2 separate regions of the Mus musculus genome follow, and region 1 is linked to region 2. The links are chromatin contacts, called in public promoter capture Hi-C maps. All regions are on one chromosome and are shown on one strand. Each heading gives the region's core, a stretch centred on a gene start, on an enhancer-like site or on the middle of the called end of the contact. The rest is flanking DNA. Distances are from core to core; before and after follow the strand shown.

Region 1 (4,733 bases), core at 688-3,187, 140 kb after region 2:
TGCCCCTCTTTACAGAAGTAGTTGTATCCACCACATATTCCTGCCTTTTCTATTTAACATATTACAGATTTTCTCTCAATTCAGAGGGTTATTCTGTTTGCAGTATGCCAATTAGCTAGTTTCTTGAAGCGTTCCATGTCAGGGTGGGAGATACACAGCCCTTAACTGTGCTAGAGCCTCTCTGGGCGCTCATGTTCTCTGCGGGCGGCTAGCCTCCTGAGAGCCAGAAGGGGCGTAGTGGTGTGGGTGGGAGAGGCTGGGATCAGAGACTGCAGACTGGACAGGAACACTCCCTTGCACATAGTGGAGGTTAGACCTGCCTCAGGAGAGAGCCTTCCTCTTGATCCATGTGCCATGCGTGACTGGTCTCTTGGCCTGGACTCAGCTTTACTCAATGGCTTTTGTTGAGCCTTTGAAACATACAGATGATGCTGTCAGCTAGTTTTCTCAGGATTGACATTTTGGTATGACTTCATGTTGTGAGGCGGGGTTAATGCCCCAGCTGGAGCATGGAGGTCACAGGACACTGGTGGCAGTCAGTTCTCTCACTTGTGGGTGCTTAGGATGGGAGAACTCAAGTGAGCAGGCTTGCTGGTCTTCCCCTTGTCTGCTGACTCGCTCGCTAGCCCAGCTTCCTTAGTTGAGGCCATATTTAAAGCCTCCTGACATTGTAAAATGCAGGTAGCAGGGCCTTTGGCACATACCTGCAGGGCTTCCTTCACCTTGCTGTTCCTCCTCTGTCCTTGCCACAGCCCAGACGCTGCTGATAGCACATCTTTCGATGTCCAGTTAGGAGATATCATCCTGACAGCAACAGATGGGCTCTTTGACAACATGCCTGATTACATGATCCTCCAGGAGCTGAAAAAACTGAAGGTAAGGAGCCTGGAGGCCCTGGGAGCTGCCGCTCTGCCCAGTGCCCTGTCCCTATGTTGGTTTGGAAAAGACTGTTTTTTGAACTTCACAAAATGATGGGTATACTATCCCAGGCGATTACAATTGGGAACATTAGAGGAGAACTGGGGGAGCCCTTGGCTCAGCCTTCCTCATAGGGTGGTCCAGGGGAGTCGGAAGTTGCTTTGTTTCCTCGTATCTTATGCACCTGCTTATGCCTCTCTCCTTTTCCTGTCACCACACACCCTGCGGTTGCTGAGGCTGGGAGGTCAGAAGTGAGACCAGGCAGCAAGGAGTGTGGGTGTTGACTAGAGCTATCACTGAGGGAGAGTTTGGCCTCTACCACAAAAGGTGGCAGGACCAGAAGCTGGGCTTTCCAGATTCTCTTAGCCCAGAGAAAGTTCTGGCTGGCAGACCTGGCCTTCTTCTCTGGCACCTTGCCATTCTGGCTTGGGGTGTTTCTTCTACTGTCCAAGCAGTGCCTCCTTGCCTGTGAACTGGGAAGAAGAAAAAGTCTTCCCCTTCAGGGTGGCAGGGAAGAGTAACCAACACCATGGGGAGGAAGTCCTAGCACCGTGCCTGCCCTGTGGTGGTCGCTTGTACTGGGGCACTGTGTGCTGACAGCCGTCAGCAGGAAGCACTCGGCCCACCCTCCGGGGCTTCCAGTGCAGAGGAGAACGGCTGGGGAGGAGATAGATACACAATATAGGCTGCTGGCAAGTGAGCAGGGTTAGAAATAAAGGGGACTCCTATCTTAGATTGGCTAGGGAAGGCCCCTGTGAGGAGGCGGCCTAGACGCACAGACCTGTTGGCTTTTCATTTTCTTTATGAACTTTGCTTTTTAAAAATATTATGTGTATGAGTGTTGCCTATGGAGGCAAGAAGAGAGTGTTGGATCCCCTGGAACTGACGTGAACAGTCTTGTGGATGCTAGGAACCAAACCTGGGTCCTCTGCAAGGACACCAGTACTGTTGATCTCTGGAGCCATGCCTCCAGCTGTCCTAGCCCTCTGCTGGTTGAAAGATGTAGAACCTTTGATGGCAGGGCTGAGCAGAGGCTTGTCCTCCAGCGCCCATTTTATAGATGAGGAAGTGGAAGTAGCTAGGACAGGGCATGGTCAGAGAACGCACAGCAAAGCAAGAGTCTGCTATGGCATACAAAGCCTGCAGGCCAGTCTCAGCATAGCCAGCACCAGAGCACCTCTTACTTGAAAAAAGCTAATATGGCTAGCTAGGTGTTTTCCCAAACATGGGGACTTCTGAGGCACCATGAAAATGTGGCCCAAACCCACCTTTTCAGACCATCCCATTTTAGCAAGAATACCTCAAAAATTTCAAATGGAAGACCAAAAATGAAAATCTTAATTAAAAATGTGGAGCCATTTCAACCAAAGGTTCAGGCAGGGCCTTGATCTGACGGGCTTGGTCCCCGTAGTGCTGTCTCCATGTCTTTTCTCACTGGATAAACCTAAGTGCTGGGGGAGTGTTCAGGTGAGTGTGCTGCCTGCCGCAGACCATCTGGGTCCCTTTGTCTGCGTGGAGCGGGTCTCTGGGTGCAGATGGGCAAGGAGTTGGCGGGTGACAGACAGACCAACACGTGAGATTGTGTAGAATCTGAATGTATTTTGTCATGTTGAGCATCAAACTTTTTATACCGAAGAATAACAAGAAACCAGGCAAAATACGATCCACCAAGTTACAGTGATGAAATACAAAAGGAATGTATACATCAAAAGAAGGCGGGGACCAGGCTGCTGCCACTATGAAGGGAGCCAGGTGTAAAGCTAGTCTATTGTTAAGCCCACCACCAGGGGTTCTGCACTAGCAGGCCTTCTCATGAATACTGCAATACCACAATCCCCCTATTTCCTGGGTCTTTAGAAGAATTTACCAACTTGCTTCTAATATGAAGCTTGCTATACCTGGCTGTAGGGAAGATCTAAGTCTCAGTGGGATTCCCTAGCTCTATTATGGTATTCCCTTGTTTGGGTGAGATTTGTTATTGTCCTTAGTAAATACTTTGCAGACCAGCTCTGAGCTGCTGGCTCCGTTTTTTGTAATGCTTAGTTACTGAATAGGTAACTTCCTTACTGCATTCCTGCCGGATTCCAAGCTCAGTTGCTTCTGGGACCTTGGAACACTGGCGAAGGCTCTGGTTACGTCAGAATTCAATCTTAAAAGGCACTTAAAATAATATAATGCTAAAAGAGAGCGCAGGGATCCATACACCAGACTAACGTGGGAATAGGGTATGTATATGGGTTAATGAGAACGCCAAAGCTCCAGGAGGTGAGTTTCCGTGAAACTCTTTTCCTCAAGTGCTTCCAGGCTTCTCAGCCTGTCAAGCAGACTTTTACTGGAGTGTGCGTGGCAGCTGCCTACAGTGCTGCCTGCATCAAGTGTTCTTATGCAGAGCTCACATGAGGCACCGTGGTAAAAATAACTCCATCCTTCATTTTAGAATTCAAATTATGAGAGTATACAGCGGACTGCAAGAAGCATTGCTGAGCAAGCGCATGAGCTGGCCTATGACCCAAATTATATGTCACCTTTTGCACAGTTTGCATGTGACAATGGATTAAATGTGAGAGGTAAGCATTCTCTGGAAGGTTCTGAGTTCTGGGTGAAAATGTGTAGGTGTGTGTCCTCTTAGCAAGGTCGGAGGGTGGCGGCTCATTTTTCCTGAGCCGCCCTTCAGAACCGACCTTGACTGCCTGAGAGAGCATGGAACCTGAAGCCCTTTACTCCACAGTGCCCTGCTTACCCAGGGCCACATCCCCAGCAGCTAAGTTCTGCCTCCTGAGTGGCTGAGTCCAAACTGCTGCAGCAGTCTGCAGAGGGAAGTTGTACGACCCTGCCATTGGTCTACTTCCTGGTGTGACTGGGGGATCAGGCCCGTCCTGGCTGGATGACATTGGCATCAGAACTGTCTAGGGCTGCCCAGCGTTTGCTAGGGTAATATTATGACATGCTGAGCACATCTGGGCTGAGGAAATGTTAAAACAGAGGAAAGCACATGCCATAGCTTCTTGGCAGATTAGAATACAGGCTATTCTGAGTTTCCAAACACTGGACATGTTTGTCCAAATTAGGCCAGTGCGGTATGTGAGTGCTGGGCTGTAGCCGTCCTGCACTTACTCATGTGATGCTGTGGGCCGACCACAGCCACCGAGTAGGAAAGCGGCAGGGTGGGTTTAAGCTTCAGTTAAATCACAAGGTTGTAGACAACTCAAGTATGTGCTGACCCTCCTGCCTCGGCCCATCAAGTACAGAGCTTGTAGGTTGCACCGCCGTGGCCTGGCCTTGGTGCTGTATAACTGGGCCTTGTTTACTTTAGCTTTGGGAGATGGCATCGGGTAACACTGGCTCAGTTTAAACTCTCTGTAGCTGAGCGTGACGTTGAATTCCTGATCCTCCCCACACTGGAGCTTGCAGCTTTGACTCTCCAGTCTGGAGCATCAGCAGAGCAAACCCACAGAGCTCTTGTCTTCAGTGCTTACGTGAGCCACATCTCTGATTGACTTTTCCTTCAAGCACACTGATAAGTGTCATCTGTGTTTTAGGTGGAAAGCCAGATGACATCACCGTCCTCCTCTCAATAGTGGCTGAGTACACGGACTGATGGGCCACACTGGTGACTCCTGCCTTTCCCCTGTCTCCCGACTTCTCCCTGCCACATGTGCTGATCCTGCTGGCAGGACCACATTTCTTTGCCACTGATCTCAGTGGCCAATGATGGATGCTCTGGCCCATGTTTGAGACCCATCAAGATCCTTGTTGAGAACCACTGCTGTCACCCGCTAGCCCGTACCCACTGGTGACCCACTGAGAGAAAAAGC
Region 2 (4,933 bases), core at 1,298-3,797:
TTTGGTGGGTAGGTATGGCTTGCCACACAGTGTGCCTCCGGGGCGAGCGGCAGCAGGCCGAGCTCAGTGGGGAAGGAGAGGGGCAGCTCGTGCCCCAGCTGCTCACACTGACACGGTCTCTCCACAGGTGGTTGAAGATGGCTATGAGTTTTTTGCAAAGAGGCAGTTAGTCACTCTGTTTTCTGCACCCAACTACTGTGGCGAGTTTGACAATGCAGGCGCCATGATGAGTGTGGATGAGACCCTCATGTGTTCCTTCCAGGTGAGACTGTGGCCACTTTTCATGTGCTTGCACCTCTGCTGAGCAGGCTGCCCTTTCTTTTTTAGGAATATTTATCCCATGGAAAAAGTGTGTGGGCTCTTCCTAAAGAAAGGAAAAATAATACGGAACCTTTTCCCAGGATTGACGTTAGGTGTAGTTGAATTCTTTAAGTGGGTGGAAGCAAGCGGTGTGTTACAGTGTCACTTATAGTCAGTGCTTTTGGTGAGAAGAGGGAGTTGGGGTGCCTCTGGCTGGCCTGGAACACACCCTGTAGACCAGGCTGGCCATGAATGTAAGAGAGATTTACTTGCCTCTGCCTCCCAAGTGCCAACACATCAGCTTGTGCCATGATATCGTCTCCTGTGCTGGCCCCTGGTTCTTACATTTCCTCCCTATAGTGGGCTTGATCCATTTCAAGCTCACGCAGTTGTTAATGTTACTGTAGCTGTGGAAGTCCCGAGGCAGGCCTCAGCACTCCCCAGAGACTGCAGACTCCAGTGCCTTCCACAGAGCTTCAAGGTTGTGGGAAGCTCTAGACTTGAGTTTGTCACTTGGCCCCAGCAGAAACTGTTTTCCAGATCACATATTCTGGCTGTATGTCATGGCACTTCTCCACCAAAATGCTCAGGGACCAGTCGGTCCAGGGTATGTTCTAGAGGGCTTTTCAGCATTTAGGGGGCAGCAGCATTAGGCAGAACTTCTAGATGGAGATCTGAACAGAGCTGAGGTCCAGGTATAGCTCTCCTAAGGTTCTTCTTTCTTTCCTCTTTACAGATTTTAAAGCCTGCAGAGAAAAAGAAGCCCAACGCCACGAGACCTGTCACACCACCACGGGGTATGATCACAAAGCAAGCAAAGAAATAGATGTCACTTGACACTGCCTGGTTGGGACTTGTAACATAGCGTTCATAACCTTCCTTTTTAAACTGTGATGTGCTGGTCAGCTTGCCCAGGTAGACCTGTCTGTCGGGCCCTCCTCCATTTGATTACTGCTGGCACTTGCTGGTTATAGCAGCAAGCCAAGCACTTCATTCTCAAGAGAGCATTTTGTTTTGAACCTCTGTTCCCTTTGTGGACAGCTCTGATGATGGTGTTAAGCTGTACACCCTGGCAGGTTATCCTGTCTGAGGAGAAAGTGTACAATTGATCTTTTTTTAATTTAGTATAAGTCATGAATAATGTAAATGCCTGTTTTCTTTAGGATATAAAGAGAGCCTTAGAGTGCGTGAGTCTCTACATGTAATTGTCATAAATGCATTCTGTTGATACAAACCACTGTGAACAATTTTTTTTCCAGTTTGTTTGAAAGGGACTGCTTTCCCTCATTGTCTTGTCATGTACAAACTAGTGTCTGCAGCTGTGGCAGCAGGAGTGACCTGCCTGCCGCCAGCCCTGCCCAGACTATCTGAAGCACACTCCTTCCCACTGCACATTTAATAATGATTAAAGCCATTCTTTTCAATGTCTGTGATTCCTTCCTAAAGCCAAAGTTTCTGTTGGACTGTATGGCACGCCCTGGGGATGAGGTGGCCAGGGCATCGAGGCTGCGTGCACAGGCCGCCTCCCTCCGTGGGGCCTCAGAAGCAGGTTATTTTAACTAGCAATAGTGGTATAGTGCTGAGTAAGCTATTAATGATGGAAGTTAATGACACTTTGTACAGTTCCCATATAGTCTATTCACTGAGTGATCTTTTTACAGTTGGATCAGGCCTGAACCCGTCCATTCAGAAAGCTTCAAATTATAGAAACAACACTGTCCTATACGAGTGACCGATAATGCTTTCTTTGGCTACATTCTTTATTCTGCGGTGACATTGAGGCTTATAAATCAAAAGGAACTAACTTGCCGTCCACCGGTTTATACAGAACTCACAGTATCTATGACTTTTTTAAACTACGACCTGTTAAATGAATCTGTTTGCACAGATGCCCGTGTACAATGCCATGTGCTGAGAATGGTTTCAGACTTATTAAATGCAAGCTTGTTAACTTGTTCGTGTCTTTCTGTCAGCAGCGGCCCCACGAATCCTTTCCTGTCTTTCCATATGCAGTCCTTTTGGGAGGGGCCTGGGTCTTGGCTAAGTAGCCTGGCAGGAGGGAGGGGCTGGCTTCCTTGGAGCCCTGCCTGTAGCCTTAGTTTCTTGCTGCCTTGGTCTATTAAAGCTGCTGGTGCATTGAGAGGAAGCCAGGTAGCCCTGGTTCCTGGGGAGTGTCTTGGCCTCAGACCCTGTGTGTGGTGGTGGAGGGCAGGCCTAGATGGTGTCTGGCCTGACTGCTGGCCAGTGGGTCCTAAGGGTCAGCCAAGTACTCCCCTGGGCACTCCCACATCCCAGCCTGCTTCCTTCAGCTTGAACCTAATGGTCGGAATCTGAGCCATTGATTAGGTCAGAGGCTGTTGAAGGGCATCAGCCCTAGAGGTGGTTTGCTTTCTGTCATGGGGCCCTGAGCAGAGAAAACGTGAAGTTGATACAAGAGACACTTTAAGCCTTTCACTGTTTACCAAAGGCTTCCTCCTCTGTCTGCATGCACCCTTGTAACTTGTAACCTAGGGAGTGCCTCGTTTCTCTCAGGTTCTGGCTCGCTAGCTGGGTGAATGGCAGAGCCACAGCAAGTCCCAGTTAGGAGTGTATGGGGCGTCTCTGCTGAGTTACACCAGCCTGTGCTCCTCTGAGCTCATCATCTGAGCAAGTCTTCCTGACACCAACATAAAAAGACACAGAGGAGCCAGGCGTGGTGGCGCACGTCTTTAATCCCAGCACTCGGGAGGCAGAGGCAGGCGGCTTTCTGAGTTCCAGGACAGCCAGGGCAACACAGAAAAACCCTGTCTCCAAAAAACAAAAAACCAAAAAAAAAAAAAAAAAAAAAAAAACCAAACCAAACCACAGAGGGAGGACACGGTGCTTCCTGGTATTAGAAGTAATGAGTGTCAAAACTTGTAGAAACTGGTGTGAGACAGTCCACCATTCTGTTCATATTCACAGTAAACATGTGAATGAATGTACCATACATGTATAGCCCCCCGCCCCCCCCCCCAAAAAAAAAAACAGCACACACCTATGTAACAGGTGAAACTGGGGGCCAAGGGACAAGTGCTAATCCAGGAAGAAAGGGTGTCCTGGTTGGGGCCAGCCCAGGTGGCTGAAAGAAGTCCATCTGTCATCTGATACTTGGTGGTGGATAAGGACAAGCTGAGAATCATTGGCATTGTTGGGTTAGCTTGGGAGACATGGGAGGGGGTGGACTGTAGAGTCCGTGTGGGATGGATTGGAAGGAAGAAGGCAGAGGCCAGGCTTCTGAAGACATGTCTGGGGAATGGAAAGTGAGGAGCACAGGGCAGTTAGGCCCACTGCAGGGTGGGGTGCACAGCTCCCTGTAGCTCAGGCTCCAAGGGTCCAGTGCCCTCTTGTGGCCTTTGGGGTTCTACACACAGGAACATTGAAAAAAATTTTTTTTTCTTTTTTGGTTTTTCTTTTTTTCTTTTTTTGAGACAGGGTTTCTCTGTATAGCCCTGGCTGTCCTGGAACTCACTTTGTAGACCAGGCTAACCTCGAACTCAGAAATCTGCCTGCCTCTGCCTCCCGAGTGCTGGGATTAAAGGCGTGCGCCACCAAGCCTGGCTCAACATTTTTAAATTTTTAATCAAAAGAAAAGGCTCGGGGCTGGTGAGATGGCTCAGTGGATAAGAGCACCCGACTGCTCTTCCGAAGGTCCAGAGTTCAAATCCCAGCAACCACATGGTGGCTCACAACCATCTGTAACAAGATCTGACGCCCTCTTCTGGAGTGTCTGAAGACAGCTACAGTGTACTTACATATAATAAATAAATAAATCTTAAAAAAAAAAAAAAAGAAAAAAGGCTCGGTTTGAGATGCTGGTGGCCTTGAATCAGAAAATAGTTGAAATTCATTTTTTAAAAAAGATTTATTTATTATTATATCTAAGTACACTGTAGCTGTCTTTAGACACACCAGAAGAGGGTGTCAGCTCTCATGATTGGATGGTTGTGAGCCACTATGTGGTTCCTGGGATTTGAACTCAGAACCTTTGGAAGAGCAGTCGGTGTTCTTAATCACTGAGCCATCTCTCCAGCCCTGAAATTAATTTTTTACCCACTTGGTGACCTAGAGGAACTTAGCTGAGCTCAGTTCTGCTTACCAGATGTGCAGTCTTGGTGCATACCAGCCTAGCTTCCTGCCCCGGGCCCACAGAACAGCTAGAATATTCCCTGGCAGGATTAACTCAAGACTGCTCACAAGGCCACACATACCGTGCACTCTGGCAGCATCATCCAGAGAGAAACCGAAGACTCCTGGTCCAAGCCAGTGGGGTTGCTTTATAGAAAACGAGACACAGCACAGGTCATTTCCCACTAGTTCCCAGGAAGGACCTCCCAGGCTGCCACCTCTGCCCAAAGCTGAACTGAAAAGAATCCATCATGTGTTGCTGGACTGTGAATGCTGGACAACAGCTTCAGCATTCTAAGTATCTTCAACTATAGGTACGTGTTGTCCATGAGAGAATTTGATTTATATCCGTTAAGTATTAATGTTAATGTGTTTGGTAAGACCTTAAGGAAAAAGTTTGATGATCAAGAAGCCCAAAGCAGCTGGGGAGAGGTAAGGTTCAAGCCAAAAAGGAAAAGAAAATTTAAATCTGGGCATGATGGCAAAG

What was found. Capture Hi-C pulls out chosen DNA fragments and counts their contacts.
Region 1: a promoter capture Hi-C map of adipose tissue shows a contact between it and region 2. The contact joins two enhancer-like sites. A contact is called at or near these places in 3 of 39 promoter capture datasets (hematopoietic stem and progenitor cells, hippocampal neurons and liver), 6 of 484 Hi-C or Micro-C datasets (the G1E-ER4 cell line, Sertoli cells, bone marrow-derived macrophages and 3 more), 6 of 115 datasets of contacts at active chromatin or transcription factors (craniofacial prominence, effector CD8 T cells, embryonic forebrain and 2 more) and 2 of 9 other capture datasets (adipose tissue and liver).

The regions. Positions count from the first base shown.
Region 1 is chr5:122,316,359-122,321,091 of GRCm38.p6, forward strand. Pptc7 (PTC7 protein phosphatase homolog) reads left to right here. Exons shown (of 6, transcript NM_177242.4): 4 at 753-876; 5 at 3,356-3,485; 6 at 4,458-4,733. The coding sequence ends at 4,516. Among named protein-coding and RNA genes, the nearest start is that of Pptc7, 34 kb to the left of the region's middle. Within about 2 kb of position 1,938, at least 92 of the 459 cell types and tissues checked have an H3K27ac peak or open chromatin away from gene starts, as enhancers often do. A contact at or near this core is called in adipose tissue and embryonic stem cells, where this site is marked.
Region 2 is chr5:122,173,019-122,177,951 of GRCm38.p6, forward strand. It overlaps Ppp1cc (protein phosphatase 1 catalytic subunit gamma), which reads left to right. Exons shown (of 7, transcript NM_013636.4): 6 at 128-262; 7 at 1,037-2,255. The coding sequence ends at 1,126. Among named protein-coding and RNA genes, the nearest start is that of Ppp1cc, 17 kb to the left of the region's middle. Within about 2 kb of position 2,548, at least 35 of the 459 cell types and tissues checked have an H3K27ac peak or open chromatin away from gene starts, as enhancers often do. A contact at or near this core is called in adipose tissue and embryonic stem cells, where this site is marked.